Regions from separate parts of the Sus scrofa genome. Here regions 1 and 2 are each linked to region 3. The links are chromatin contacts, called in public HiChIP or PLAC-seq maps. All regions are on one chromosome and are shown on one strand. The core of a region is the stretch at or near the end of the contact, and the rest is flanking DNA. Distances in the headings are between cores, read along the strand shown. Region 1 overlaps PPP1CC (protein phosphatase 1 catalytic subunit gamma). Region 2 overlaps HVCN1 (voltage-gated hydrogen channel 1). Region 3 overlaps RAD9B (cell cycle checkpoint control protein RAD9B).

Region 1 (4,184 bases), core at 357-2,856, 190 kb before region 3:
ACATCGCCTAGTGTCTGCATGCAGTCACTGCAAATGGTCAATAATAAAATCTAGAATGTACATTTTATCAATTGGAAAGGTGTTCAGAAAAGTAGTTTTTAAGTCACCGGATTTTAATTTTCTAGGGCTCTGTATGTTGAGATAGCTTTTCTTGTGCTGTTTAAACACAGTGTGCCCCACAAATTAGTCCATGTAATAATGCATGTCTAGTGCACTTTCTTTTTTTAACTAAAGCTAAGGAAGAAAACATTGCCAAAGATTCCGTGTAAGCCTTTGTTTTAAGAGTCACTGTAGACAGATGGAACTGTTAAAAGTGCTGACATCTTTTTTTTCAAGTTCTGTATATTTCACTTTTTTGTTTTTCATTTAACAGGTTTATCACCAGATCTTCAATCTATGGAGCAGATTCGGCGAATTATGCGACCAACTGATGTACCAGATCAAGGTCTTCTTTGTGATCTTTTGTGGTCTGACCCCGATAAAGATGTCTTAGGCTGGGGTGAAAATGACAGAGGAGTGTCCTTCACATTTGGTGCAGAAGTGGTTGCAAAATTTCTCCATAAGCATGATTTGGATCTTATATGTAGAGCCCATCAGGTATTGATTTTGAATTTTACATGTACACTTAAGAGCATGTGTGTGAGCACAGATTCTCCTTGTTGATTTTGGTGGGTAGGTATTGCTTATTTACAAAATGTCTCTGGAAGTGACCTACAGAATATCAGGCTCAACGGGAAACTGAAGAGTGGTTTTGCTCACCTAAAATTCTCACCTACTTATACTGAAAACGTTTTCTCTCCAAGGTGGTTGAAGATGGATATGAATTTTTTGCAAAGAGGCAGTTGGTCACTCTGTTTTCTGCGCCCAATTATTGTGGAGAGTTTGACAATGCAGGTGCCATGATGAGTGTGGACGAAACACTAATGTGTTCTTTTCAGGTAGAGGATGTTTTCCATGCTGTTTCCTTTTATTGTCTGAATTTTTTTTTTTTTTTTTTTTTTTTTAATGCTGTTTTTTGGAGTTCCTGTTGTAGCTCAGCAGTAGCAAGTATGGCTAGCATCTTCGAGAATGTGGGTTCAATCCCTGACCTTGCTCAGTGGGTCAGGAATCTGGCATTGCGGTGAGCTATGGTTTAGGTCACAGGCAAGGCTCAGATCCTATGTTGCTGCAGCTGTGGCGTAAGCTGGCAGCTGCAGCTCCCATTTGAACCCTAGGTGAGGAACTTCTATATGCCATGGGTATGGCCCTAATAAGGAAAAAAAAAAAATTCTTTCTGCCTACTAATTTATGTTGCGTGGAATGAATTTTTATTTTCCCTTACCTGTGTTTGTCCTAGTTTATTAATGAGTGAATCCCTTTTAAAGGAAATAAATTATTGTAGGACCTTCCCCCAGTTTTGAATTTAACTGTTTTTACATGATTTAGATAAATAGAAACCACAATGCATTTGTGCCTTATGCTTATTTCTGCCTCCTTTAAGTCTAAAACTACAATGTCAGTGTAACGTTCAGCCAGAATTAAATCACTGCTTGCCTGTGAAAGGAGTACTAACTGTCTTGTGCCAGATGTGCTGTGTGATTACTCAGTTCTCCCACCACTTTTCTCTAGTCTAATTTCTGTAAAACCTCTGTTGATTCACCATGACATCATTTGGCCTTTACTTGGCACAAAAGAATCATTTACACAAAGTCTGCTTCAGTCTTTTTCTCATTCATTTATTATGATTAAACTTGTATGACTTAATGCTAGCCTAGTTGTAAACAAAATAGCCACTGAAGTCATATGGCAGTCTTCAGTTAACTAAATTAAAATAAGTTGGTTGTTTTGTTTTAAATCAGCTATCAGGGAGAAGTTGCAGCTCCCAGAGATTGTGGCATAATCCCTTTGGGGTTTGAGAAACACTCTTCTAAACTTTCCCCCTTTGTGTCAGAAGAAATACCTAAAAGTCTGACTTTTAAAAATTGTCATTTTTTCCAGAAACAAAATAATTTGTCCAGATGATATGTATTAGCTGTTCATCAGAGCATTTATTACCAAAAATGTTTGTCAGTTTGGTTTGTGTTAATGTGCCAGTGGGCCTTTCAAAGTTGTTGAGGCGGTTTTAAACAAAAATCTTTATGAACCAAAGATTTGAGTGAAATGTAAGATTTAGGGTTGAATATATTTCCTAAAATGCATTGTCTTTTGAATCTTTGCAGATTTTAAAGCCTGCAGAGAAAAAGAAGCCGAATGCCACGAGACCTGTAACACCTCCAAGGGGTATGATCACAAAGCAAGCAAAGAAATAGATGTCATTTTGACATTGCCTAGTTGGGACTTGTAACATATAGTGTATAACCTTCATTTTTAAAACTGTAATGTGTATTGGTCAGCTTGCTCAAATAGTGTTTGTGGGGCCCCCCAGTTCCATTTTGACTTAATGAATGGTATTTGCTGGTTGTAACAGCAAATGAGAGACTCTCCCAAGGAAAAATGTTTTGTTTAATTCTCTGTTCTTTTACAAACAACTTTTAATGATGGTGTTAAAGCTGTACACCCCAGGAGAGTTTATCCTGTCTTGGGGAGTGAGTGTACATTTGATCTTTTTTTAATTCAGTACAGCCCATGAATAATGTAAATGTTCATTTTTCTCTAGGATTTAAAGAGAGCCCTAGGGTGCTCAATCTGTACATGTTATTGTCATAAGATGCATACTGTTGATGCAAACCACTGTGAAATTTTTTTTTTTTTCAAAGGGATTGCTTTTTTTTCTCATTGTCTTGTCCTGTACAAACTAGTTTTTATAGCTATAAACATTAGGAGTAACTTTCAACCTTGCCAGCATCACTGGTATGTATATTTAATTAAAGCACACTTTCCCCTACAGTATACTTAAAATGATGATTAAAGCCATTATTTTAAATGTTTGTGACTCTTTCCTAAAGCCAAAGTTTCTGTTGAAATATATATTGACACTCCCCTAAGTACAAGGTAGCATGGTTGTATACACATGCCTCCTTTGGGGATTCAAAAACAGGTTTTTGAGTTTGAATAGCAATTAGTAACATAGTGCTGTTTAAGCTATTAATGATTAAAGTTAATAACATTTTATACAATTTCCATATAGTCTATTCATTAAGTAATCTTTTTACAGTTACATCAGGCCTGAACCCGTCCATTCAGAAAGCTTCAAATTATAGAAACAATACTGTTCTATACGAGTGACCGATTATGCTTTCTTTGGCCTACATTCTTTATTCTGCGGTGAAGTTGAGGCTTATAAGTCAAAGCAAAGGAACTAACTTACTATCCACCAGTTTATACAGAACTCACAGTGTCTATGACTTTTTTAAACTAAGATCTGTTAAAAAGAAATCTGTTTCAACAGATGACCGTGTACAATACCATGTGGTGAAAATGAATTCAGACTTATTAAATGATGAACTTGTTAAATCCTCTCAGTGTCAGTTTATCAGCACAATACACGCAGAAGAACTGTTGATGGCATATCGAATAGGTTTTAATTAATAAATTGCTCTGGAAACCACACAGTTTCAATTGGATTTGTCTTCTTCAAACAGTCTTGTTTCTTTCCAAAGGTGGATTATTATAATATGGATGCTCATATTCTCCAAGTTCTTGCCTGGGTATAACTAAGTTTCTGAAGTAGAATGATGAGATTGAACCATCCTCCCCTACTATTTAGGGAGATATAGGATGTGGTGAGTTGTGACATTATCTGTATCCATAGTTTTCTTTTTGTCTTGGTTCATTTGAACTTGACTGAAATTCAAGAGCTACTTTTAAAATTACTTTAAATCAACCACCGGTGTTTTTATACACAGACTTTTGCTCTCTTCTCCTTGCCCTAGTTCGTTTGGAACAGTGTTATTTCCTGTTACAGTTGTCACAAGTGGTCCAATGCATATTGGTTTCTCAAGTATGTATTAAAAGTGGGTGGAGAGCATGTCATTTGAAAAGCACTTTCTTATCAAAACTGGTATCTCTTGGGAGTTGGGAGAGGGCCTCCTCATGAAGGATTGTTTTACACGAATTTGTATGTGGGGAAAAGAGCATGGGATCAGCTTCTAGGATCCTCCCACCTGTACCACAAGCCCTGGCCCTGAGACATACGCCTTGTCCCTGCCCTCCCCCTACCCCACCCCACCCTTTTTTTTTTTTTTTTTTTTTTGCCTTTTCTAGGG
Region 2 (4,670 bases), core at 1,615-4,114, 140 kb before region 3:
AGGACATGATATTGTCTCTGTGACGATACAGGTTCCATCCCTGACCTCTCCCAATGGGTTAAGGATCCGGTGCTGTTCCAAGCTGTGGCATAGGTTACAGATGTGGATTGGATCCATTGTTGCTGTGGCTGTGGTGCAGGCCGGCAGCTACAGCTCTGATTCTACCCGTGGCCTGGGAACTTCCATGTGCCACAGGTGCGGTTGTAAAAAGAAAGAAATTTTAGTTTTGAGGGGTTAAATCTATCCATTCTTTTGTATTTTGTGTCTTATTTTAGCAATCTTTTCCAGCCCTAAGGTCATGAAGATACTTCTCTGTATTTTGTCCTAAGACTTTTAATCTTTTTAAAAATACATTTGTATAGGTTAGTGCAACTGAAATTTATTCCGTGCGTGGTGTGAGATAAAGATTTTTTTTCTGTGGGAAAGCCAGATGTCCTAACCTCCCCAGTGTTTTCTCATGGAGCTAGACTGCTGTCACTGTCATATACAGGTTCCCACAGGGACCTGGGTCTGTTGGGGGCTCTCCTTTCCTATTACGCTGATCATATGGCCTATTTTTATACCTGAAGGTTGAACTTTAGAAAAAAATTTGATATCTGATAGGGTAGGTTGGTCAAAGCGGTGGGGGGATTATTCACTTTTTCGCTCTGAAGGCATGAATCTTTAAACAGCTGTCCCTAATATATTTAAAACAGCACTGGCTGAACTTAGGAGAACGTGGTGAACTTGCTGCTCACCTTTCCAGGACTGATCGGTGACATGGAAGGTGGGGAGGGTGGCTTTGCTTCTCAGGGAAATGCTGGGTTACTTTTACTTTTGCCCTCCCCTCGCCCTGCCCTGCCCGCTCTCACCTCTGGGTTTTTAGGTAGCCTCTGAACCTTGGGCCGCTCTTCTGGTATTTACACGGGCCTGTGGTGGGTGTTTTTGCAACTGGGCAGCAGTACCTATGCTGTTGGTTACTGCCAGCTAGGCCACAGTGACAAGCCTGACAGGGCCTGGGGCTTCCTGTTGCCTCACCAGCCCTGAGATCCCGGGCTCCAAAAATAAACACACGAGAAACCACTGTGACCTCACGGTCTGTGCTTGCACGGCGGGTGCTCTGAGCACCCAGACTGCCTTTGCCCCTGTGGCCCTTGGGGGCCCTGCTCCCCACCCCCCACCCCCGCCCCCGCCCCCGCCCCAGAGGGACGGCTAGGCTGCTCAAGCGCTCACCTCTTTCCCCTCCCTTCAGGCAGTCACCCGCAGGGCCAAGGTGGCTCCTGCCGAGAGGATGAGCAAGTTCTTGAAGCATTTCACTGTTGTGGGGGACGACTACCATGCCTGGAACATCAATTACAAGAAGTGGGAGAATGAAGAGGAGGAGGAGGAGGAGGAGCAGCCGCCGCCGCAAACGCCGGCCTCGGGCGAGGAGGGCAGAGCCACTGACCCGGCTGCAGCCCCTGTCCCTCTGCCCAGGCCCCGCCTAGACTTCAGGAGCACTTTGAGGAAGCTCTTCAGCGCCCACAGGTTTCAGGTAGGTGGGCGGGCAGAGGCCCAAGGTGCCCAGGGTGGGGCAGAGCTGGCAGCAAGAGTCACGAGGGCAGGGTGGGGGCCCATCTCTGGCAACAGCTCATTCCATTCTGTGGACCACGTGCCCCATCCAGCACTGGGTACACCAGGCAGGTCCAGTGCTATCAGGGGTAAAATAAATCCTGATACCAAAGTCAGGGTACATCCACTGACAGATGGCTACACAGAATGTGACCTATCCATCCTCAGCTGGAAAAAGGAGTGAAGCACTGACACAGGCCACAACGTGGATGAACCTTGACCACATGATACTCAGTGGAAGAACCCGGACACATAGGCCCCATATCTTATAATTCCATTTATATGCAGTGTCTAGAATAACATAAATCCAGAGACAGCAAGATTGGAGGGAGGGAGGAAGTGGGAGTGACTGCTTCTTGGATACGAGTCTCCATTTGGGGTAATGAAAATGTTCTGAAACTAGACAGAGGTCATGGTTGCACATGCTCGGGAATGTGCTTGATGCCTCTGAACTTTATGCCAACTGTAAAATAGCTAAAATGGTAGGTTTATGCGTGATTGACCACACGCACACAAGGTAAATTAAAGGGTTAACACTGGGGGCAGATAAAACATTCCCACATTCCTTCAGCAAACATGGAAGGCTGGCCCTGGGTTGAGCAAGGCCATGAGGGTCCCATGCCTCACAAACTCATTGCCACTGGGGTCGGGAGGCAGTTTCTTCACTTGTGAAGTGATGCCAAAGATACCTGCCTGGCTCGACCCACCACCCACCTCCAGGTGTGGTTACGGGGAGAGCCTGGGAGGAAAACACGGGCTGCAGAGAAGAGCAAAGGGAAAGGAACTTGTTACAGGGTTCAGGGCTGTCCTGACGTCTTCCAACTATGAAGGACAAGTGCGGGTGGGGTCCAGCCCCAAGAGAAGCAAGCAGGTGTCTGGAAGCACATTCCGGGTCCCAGGAGAAAGCAGGGGGCTCAGGAGCCTCATGACGCACACAGCTCCTTGTCAGCCCTGTCCCTGAACAGAGCCATTTGGGGCTCTTGCTTCAGGCATTCCCCTCAACCGCAGTAATCCAACCCCTCCCTAAAGCCAAAGTTCTTTCTGGAGGCAGAGAGAAACAGCCCTCATCTCTCCCATCACGGACTTCATTCCAGGGTAAAATAGAAAAGGAAGTGATTTGGGTCTTTTTTTTTTTCCACTCTCATGTGGCTTAGAGAAAAAAGCAGGCCAGACAGCCCAGCACTGCTGGCAGCTCAGCGCTTCCCTCTGTGGCTCTGACGGGAGAGGAAACATGGTATTAAGTTGTTGGGGTTGAAATCCCAAACCCTCAATTCCGGGAGCAGAAGGAAGGAGCCAGCTTCCTTCCAGCTGCCAGGGGGAGTCCTTGCGCGGTCCCTCCTCTCCTAACTGGGCCACGTGGCTCAGGGGGAAGCAGAGTAGAGCTGTTTATTCATTCTCCCAACAGTCAGATCTTAGCACCTGCGGTGCACGGGGCCTACAGCAGCCAGCGGAATGGGTGCGTCCCTCCCTTGCTCAATGCTCTGCAGAGGCGGGCGGTTGTAAGTGGAGGGAAGCCTCTGCAGGGACACTAAAGGGGGCACTGAGAGGCCCTGGGAGTGGGGGAGACCTGATCTAGGACATGTGACGACAGTGGAGGTGACATCTCACCTGACACCTGAAGGTCGGGCAGAGGTGAGCTCTGTGGGTGGCAGGGGAGGAGCCTCCCAGGCTGAGGGAGGAAAGGGTCTTCAGCATTCGAGGAGCTGAGAAGGGTCTGCAAGGCTTGTGTGTATCCCCTGGAAGGATGGGGGCAACAGGACCAGATTTGTAGAGGGGCTCAGAGTGGAAGCAGGGAGGCCACCTTGGAGGAGGAGATAAGGATTCAAGGGTTTGATCTCTGCCAATAGAACCGTGTATAAGGAGATTCTGGAATCCCTTTCTTGGACGCAGTCTCCTCCTGTTCCTATGGTTTGAGGTGGTCTCAGTGACATGATATATAGTTAACTGTTGTCACTCCTAACACAGGGGAGAGAATTCGGGGTGAGTCAGGCGTCCATGGAAACCACGGATGGACAGGGAAGCTGGGCCAGGGGAGGGTGGCCTGGAAAGTCAGGTGTGTCCCTTTTATTATCTGCTCACTCAGGCTGGGCCCTCAGCTCACACATGATGTCATGCACTGCTCCCATTGTCACTCTGGGGTGGAAAAGGAAGCTACGGCCAAGGTCCAGGCTAACGGGTGAGCTAGAGCCGCCCCACAGCCCATGCTCTGCTCCACTGCGTTCTGCCAGGCATGCCCGTCTTCCAGGTGAGGATTTGGAATTAACTGGCTTTCCCAAGTTCTTAGCATTTTTCTTTGTGACGTGGCTCTCCTGGAACTACAAGGGCCTTGTGAACTGGCAAATTTGGGGCCTTAGGGGTTCATAGAGGCTGGGGCCGGGACTCAGGCATTGTAGTTTTGGGACCTTGGGTCTGTCTCTCTCTCACTTTTTAAAATTGAGGTGAAGAGTTCCCACTGCGGTGCAGTGGGATCAGCAGCATCTCTGCAGGCTAGGATGTGGGTTCGATCCCTGCCTGGAACAGTGAGTAGGGTTAAGGATCCTGCAGTTGTTGCAACTGTGGTTTGGATCCGATCCCTTTCTGAGGAATTCCATATGCCTTGGGGCAGCCAAAAAAGAAAAAAAAAAAATTGAGGTGAGATTCACATACAATTTAATCATTTTATTTATTTGTTAGCACCTGTGGCACACGTAAGTTGCCAGGCCAGGGATTGAACCCTAGCCGCTGCAGTGGCAACGCCAGATCCTTAAACCACAGAGCCACATGGGAACTCCAAAATTTAATCATTTTAAAGTGAATGATTCAGTGGCATTTATTTAGCACATTCACAATGTTGTGTAACCGTCACCACTAGTTCCAGAACATCTCCATCACCTCAAAAGGAAATTCAGTATTTCTGTGAGACAGTAACTCCTGGCCCCAAACAAACATTAATCTACTCTCTGTTTCTGTATGTTTGCCCATTCTGGACATTTCGCATAAGTGGAATCATATACGTGGTCTTTTGTGTTTGGCGTCTTTCACTTAGCATAATGTTTTCTAGGTTCATTCACATTGTGGCCTGTGTCAGTGCTTCATTCCTT
Region 3 (4,288 bases), core at 1,065-3,564:
ACAACGGGAACTCTGCAAATTTAAAATTTGTATAAGCCTTTGACCCAGCAATTTCATTTTTAGAACTCCGTGTTAGGCAGCCTATAAAATGGCCCCTAATGATCCCCACTGCCTGGTATTCATACCCTTATATAATCCCCTGCCCCTAGAGTATGGTCTGCACTTACAGATTCTCATTTAATAAAGAAAAAGTGATGAAATGTCAATTCTGAGATTAGTTTTAAAAAAGACTATGGCTTCCATAATAGGATACTGCCCCTTCCCCCTCTCTCTCTCTCTCTCTCTCTCTCTCTCTCTCTCTCTCTCTCTCTCTCTCTCTCTCGCTACCCCCAACCCCTGGCCCAGATTACCAGTTGCTATGTTGTGAGGACAAATGAGGTAGCCTACAGAGAGGCCTACATGGTAAGGAAATGAGGGCTACAAGCAGCCATGGGAGAGAGCTTGGAAGCTGACCTTCTGAGGCCTTCCAACAGCCAGATCAGTGAGCCTGAGAGTGAATTTCCCCAAGTTCAGTCTTCAGATGAGACCACAGCCCTGGATGATGGCTTAACTTCAACCTCATGAGAAACCTTGGGCTAAAAGCACCCAGCTAAGCCACACTTATTATTTTGAAGTAATAAATGTCTGGTTATTTCTAAAGCTTTAAGCTATGGGACAATTTACTCCACAGAAACAGGAACTAATACACTATCCTATGCACTACTAACAGCATTGTTTGTGAGGGCAAAAAGCTGGAAACTACCAACTTTTCTACTAATAGGGTGATGGGTAACTAAATTACATTTCAGTCACACAATGAAAAATTATATAATCATTAAAAAGAATAAGATGGACACAGAAACTAAAAAAGCAAATTGCCAGACAAGAATAGTAGTAGGACATTTTCTTTTTAAAAAGTATGTATGTGTCTAGTATGTGATATAAATTTGAGAGAGAGGGAGAAAGAAAAAAAAAAGATATCCATAGCTACAGAGAGAGAGAAAGTTATAGAGAGACTGGCTATAAACAGAAAATGCAGAAGGATATATACCAACTTGTTATGAGGTGTTACTCTGTCAAGTAGGATATACACAGCAAGTAGATGAGAAAGACTTTCATTTTTCATTTTTGCACTCTTCCGCAAATTTTACGTATATTGCAAGGAACACACATACTTTCTCGTAATTTAAAAAACAATAAGGATAAAAGATCTTTTGGCTCACAAAGTAATTACTGTTAAATGTTTAATGCTACAGCTTAACTGAAAAATCGAGTACCTTTCACTGACAAATATGTTTCACTCCTTCTCTAGGAAAAAAAAAAACAGAAATAGGGATAAAAATCACTTCACATAAAAAATGTTAAAATATCCTTGGGCTATGTGTGTTAAGACTCAGAGAGAAGGCAGTATATTAATTCAAAATATTATTAGCTCATATATTTTTCTCTTAATGACTTAATGTAAAAAGCCACTGATGGGGTATTTCTAGAACTTTCTTGACCACTAAAGTATAATTTCTACCATTAGTCATTATTTACTATTATCTTTCTTAAGGCTTCCTCTTGATCCTGTAAGGTGATTTCTGTAAGTCCATTGTTAGGTTAAATATATATATATTTATATATATATTCATATGTCTTATATATATATATTCATGTATCTTATATATATATATTTAATGTTAGAAATACACACACACATACATATGACTGAGTTTAAAGTTCTAGAGCATTAATTCTTTACTCTGTGACCAGACTATATTCAGAAGAATAAAAATAAGCAAAAGAGAGCTCATTACCTTGGTTGAATCACTAGCATATTAGTACACATGTTCTTTTCAAAAATAACTTGCAAAGGCTGACTTTCTTGAAAACACACATTATGAATTCTTTTAATACCTTAAAAATAATAAGGAAATACATTAATAATTTCAAGTGCAAAATTAACAGATGTTTAAAAGGCTTTAAATTTCACAGCCATATAAAAATAGTAAAATTAAAGTAATATTCAATAGTTGGCAGGTACACATAGCTTACCAGAAGCACTATTCCTTAATGAATGTATTTATCGCTCCCTAGTGGACACCATGTAACATGTCACACCCTCTGACCAATCAGGTAGCAGAGCTCCCACTTCTTTTCAGGGAATTTCTTATATTGCGTGTAAAACAGTAAATACCCACTGCAGATCATATATGTATGATTCTCCTTCAGTATTTTTCATCCAAGACTGATATTTCTGGATGGAACCTCTGAAAGTAAAACCTGATCATTGGGTTCTTTTCCTCTGAGAGGAGGAAGAGAGGAGTGTGTAGCAACAACAGCTATGGCCCAATGTCCTGCAGTAGAAACTGCAGCACACATTGCACATGCAGTACCTCTGATCCTCACAATATCCCTGTGGAGTAGGTACTTAATATCAAAAGATGAAGCTATAGTTCTAGAGCTCTGTTAAGTGCTGTGCTATGCTGTTTTAACAAGTATGGCTAGATTTTGAATCTAAGTTTGTTTTTTCTCTTTTTTTTTAGCCATATTGGTGGCATGTTGAACCTGTGCCACAGCAGTGACCTGAGCTGCTGCAATGACAATGCTAAATCCTTAACCTGCTGCGCGCTACAAAGGAAATCCTCTCTCTCTTTTTTAAATTTTATGAATCTAAGTTGTATTTTGCTTTGTTTTGCTTTTTAGGGCCACACCTCTGGCATATGGAAGTTCCCAGGCTAGGGGTGGAATTGGAACTGCAGCTGCTGGCCTATGCCACAGCCACAGCAACTTGGGTCTGAGCCACATCTGTGACCTACACCACAGCTCAAGGCAACGCTGGATCCTTAACCCACTGATCGAGGCCAGGGATCAAACCCACAATCTCATGGATACTAGTTGGGTTCATAACCCTCTGAGCCACAACGGGAACTCCTCTGAATCTAAGTTTGAACATAAAGCCCATGAAATAAAATTCAGGTAGGCTATAACTTTCTACAGCATAATAATGTTACCATGAGAAGCAAAAGGATTCACTATAAATATTTCTCAACTTATTTTTAACTGAATTAATAAAAACAGCAACATTTATTATTTTCATAAATATTTACTGAGCACTTGCTGTGTACAAGGCTGATCAGCTGGCTTTTGCTGGATAACAAACCACATCAAAAATTTAGTGGTTCAAAATAACAAACATTTGTTATTTCTCACGATTGAGTGGCTCCTCTGGTGAAGGCTGGCTTAACTGTGGCTGGATCATTTTGAATGGCCTCACTTTCACATCTGGGGCCTCAAAGTTGGGACAACCGGAACAGCAGGATGGCTGGGGCCTTTCACCACCTGGTCTGCAATCTTCCAGGAGTCTACACTTTGCTGTGCTTATTTTCAGGCCGATGGAAACATTCTTAGTTTAAGAGTAGAAGCTGACATACTTTTCTTTTTTTTTCCTGCTTTTTAGGGACATACTTGGGGCATATGGAAGTTCCTGGGATAGGGGTCAAACTGGAGCTACAGTTGCCAGCCTATGCCACAGCCATAGCAACACTGGATCCGAGCCACATCTGTACCTATGCTGCAGCCTGCAGCAACACTGGATCCTTAACCTACTGAAAGAGGCCAGGGATCGAACCCTCATCCTCATGGATACTAGTCGGGTTCTTAACCTGCTGAGCTACAACAGGAACTACTGACAGGTCTCTGGAGGCCTAGGCTTGGAACCCACATAATATCACTTCTAATGCATTCTATTGATATCAAAGCAAGTCCAAGTCCAGCTGAGAGTTGGGGAAGTACTTCAGCTTTCAAAGGGAGGGCCTGCAAATAATTTATAAGTATTTTTCTGTAACCTACCATACAGGGACTACTTTTGGAGCTGTGGACTAGCGAAGAACAAATCAGACAAAAATCTCCAACCTCACAGAGCTTACATTCTAGTGAGGGGAGACAAACAATAAGAAAATAGGAAGTAGGGAGGCCCCCTGTGGCACAATAGGTTAAGGATCTGGTGTTGTCACTGCAGCACCAGGTTGCTGCTGTGACAGAGATTTGATCCCAGTCCTGGGAACTTCCACATGCTGCAGGTGTGGCCAAACAACAACAAAAACAAAAAACAGATTAAGTAAAGAGAATGCTTACTGTAGGCCAAACATTCTCTGATATAAACTGTACAAATGTTTTCTTAGATCAGTTACTCAAATTATGTTATTCAAATGTTTCTCAATGCCTTTAAATTCACTGTTTTGAGAGTTTAAAGTCATTAGCACATCTGCAGAATGCCTTTTTACAAAACCTCAAAACCTTGAAGTAGGAATCCTGTCCTTTTTTT

What was found. HiChIP or PLAC-seq counts read pairs in DNA pulled down with a chosen protein or histone mark.
Region 1: an H3K27ac HiChIP or PLAC-seq map of alveolar macrophages shows a contact between it and region 3. The contact joins two enhancer-like sites. A contact is called at or near these places in 1 of 47 Hi-C or Micro-C datasets (skeletal muscle) and 2 of 2 datasets of contacts at active chromatin or transcription factors (alveolar macrophages and skeletal muscle).
Region 2: an H3K27ac HiChIP or PLAC-seq map of alveolar macrophages shows a contact between it and region 3. The contact joins two enhancer-like sites. A contact is called at or near these places in 1 of 47 Hi-C or Micro-C datasets (liver) and 1 of 2 datasets of contacts at active chromatin or transcription factors (alveolar macrophages).

What each region holds. Positions count from the first base shown.
Region 1 is chr14:32,069,888-32,074,071 of Sscrofa11.1, reverse strand. PPP1CC (protein phosphatase 1 catalytic subunit gamma) reads left to right here. Exons shown (of 7, transcript NM_001044560.1): 5 at 374-597; 6 at 804-938; 7 at 2,199-2,600. The coding sequence ends at 2,288. Among named protein-coding and RNA genes, the nearest start is that of PPP1CC, 19 kb to the left of the region's middle. Within about 2 kb of position 1,606, at least 3 of the 83 cell types and tissues checked have an H3K27ac peak or open chromatin away from gene starts, as enhancers often do. A contact at or near this core is called in alveolar macrophages, where this site is marked.
Region 2 is chr14:32,017,730-32,022,399 of Sscrofa11.1, reverse strand. It overlaps HVCN1 (voltage-gated hydrogen channel 1), which reads left to right. Exons shown (of 8, transcript XM_021074359.1): 5 at 1,232-1,513. Among named protein-coding and RNA genes, the nearest start is that of HVCN1, 24 kb to the left of the region's middle. Within about 2 kb of position 2,864, at least 27 of the 83 cell types and tissues checked have an H3K27ac peak or open chromatin away from gene starts, as enhancers often do. A contact at or near this core is called in alveolar macrophages, where this site is marked.
Region 3 is chr14:31,879,592-31,883,879 of Sscrofa11.1, reverse strand. RAD9B (cell cycle checkpoint control protein RAD9B) reads right to left here. Exons shown (of 11, transcript XM_013982863.2): 5 at 1,779-1,878. Among named protein-coding and RNA genes, the nearest start is that of VPS29, 12 kb to the right of the region's middle. Within about 2 kb of position 2,314, at least 3 of the 83 cell types and tissues checked have an H3K27ac peak or open chromatin away from gene starts, as enhancers often do. A contact at or near this core is called in alveolar macrophages, where this site is marked.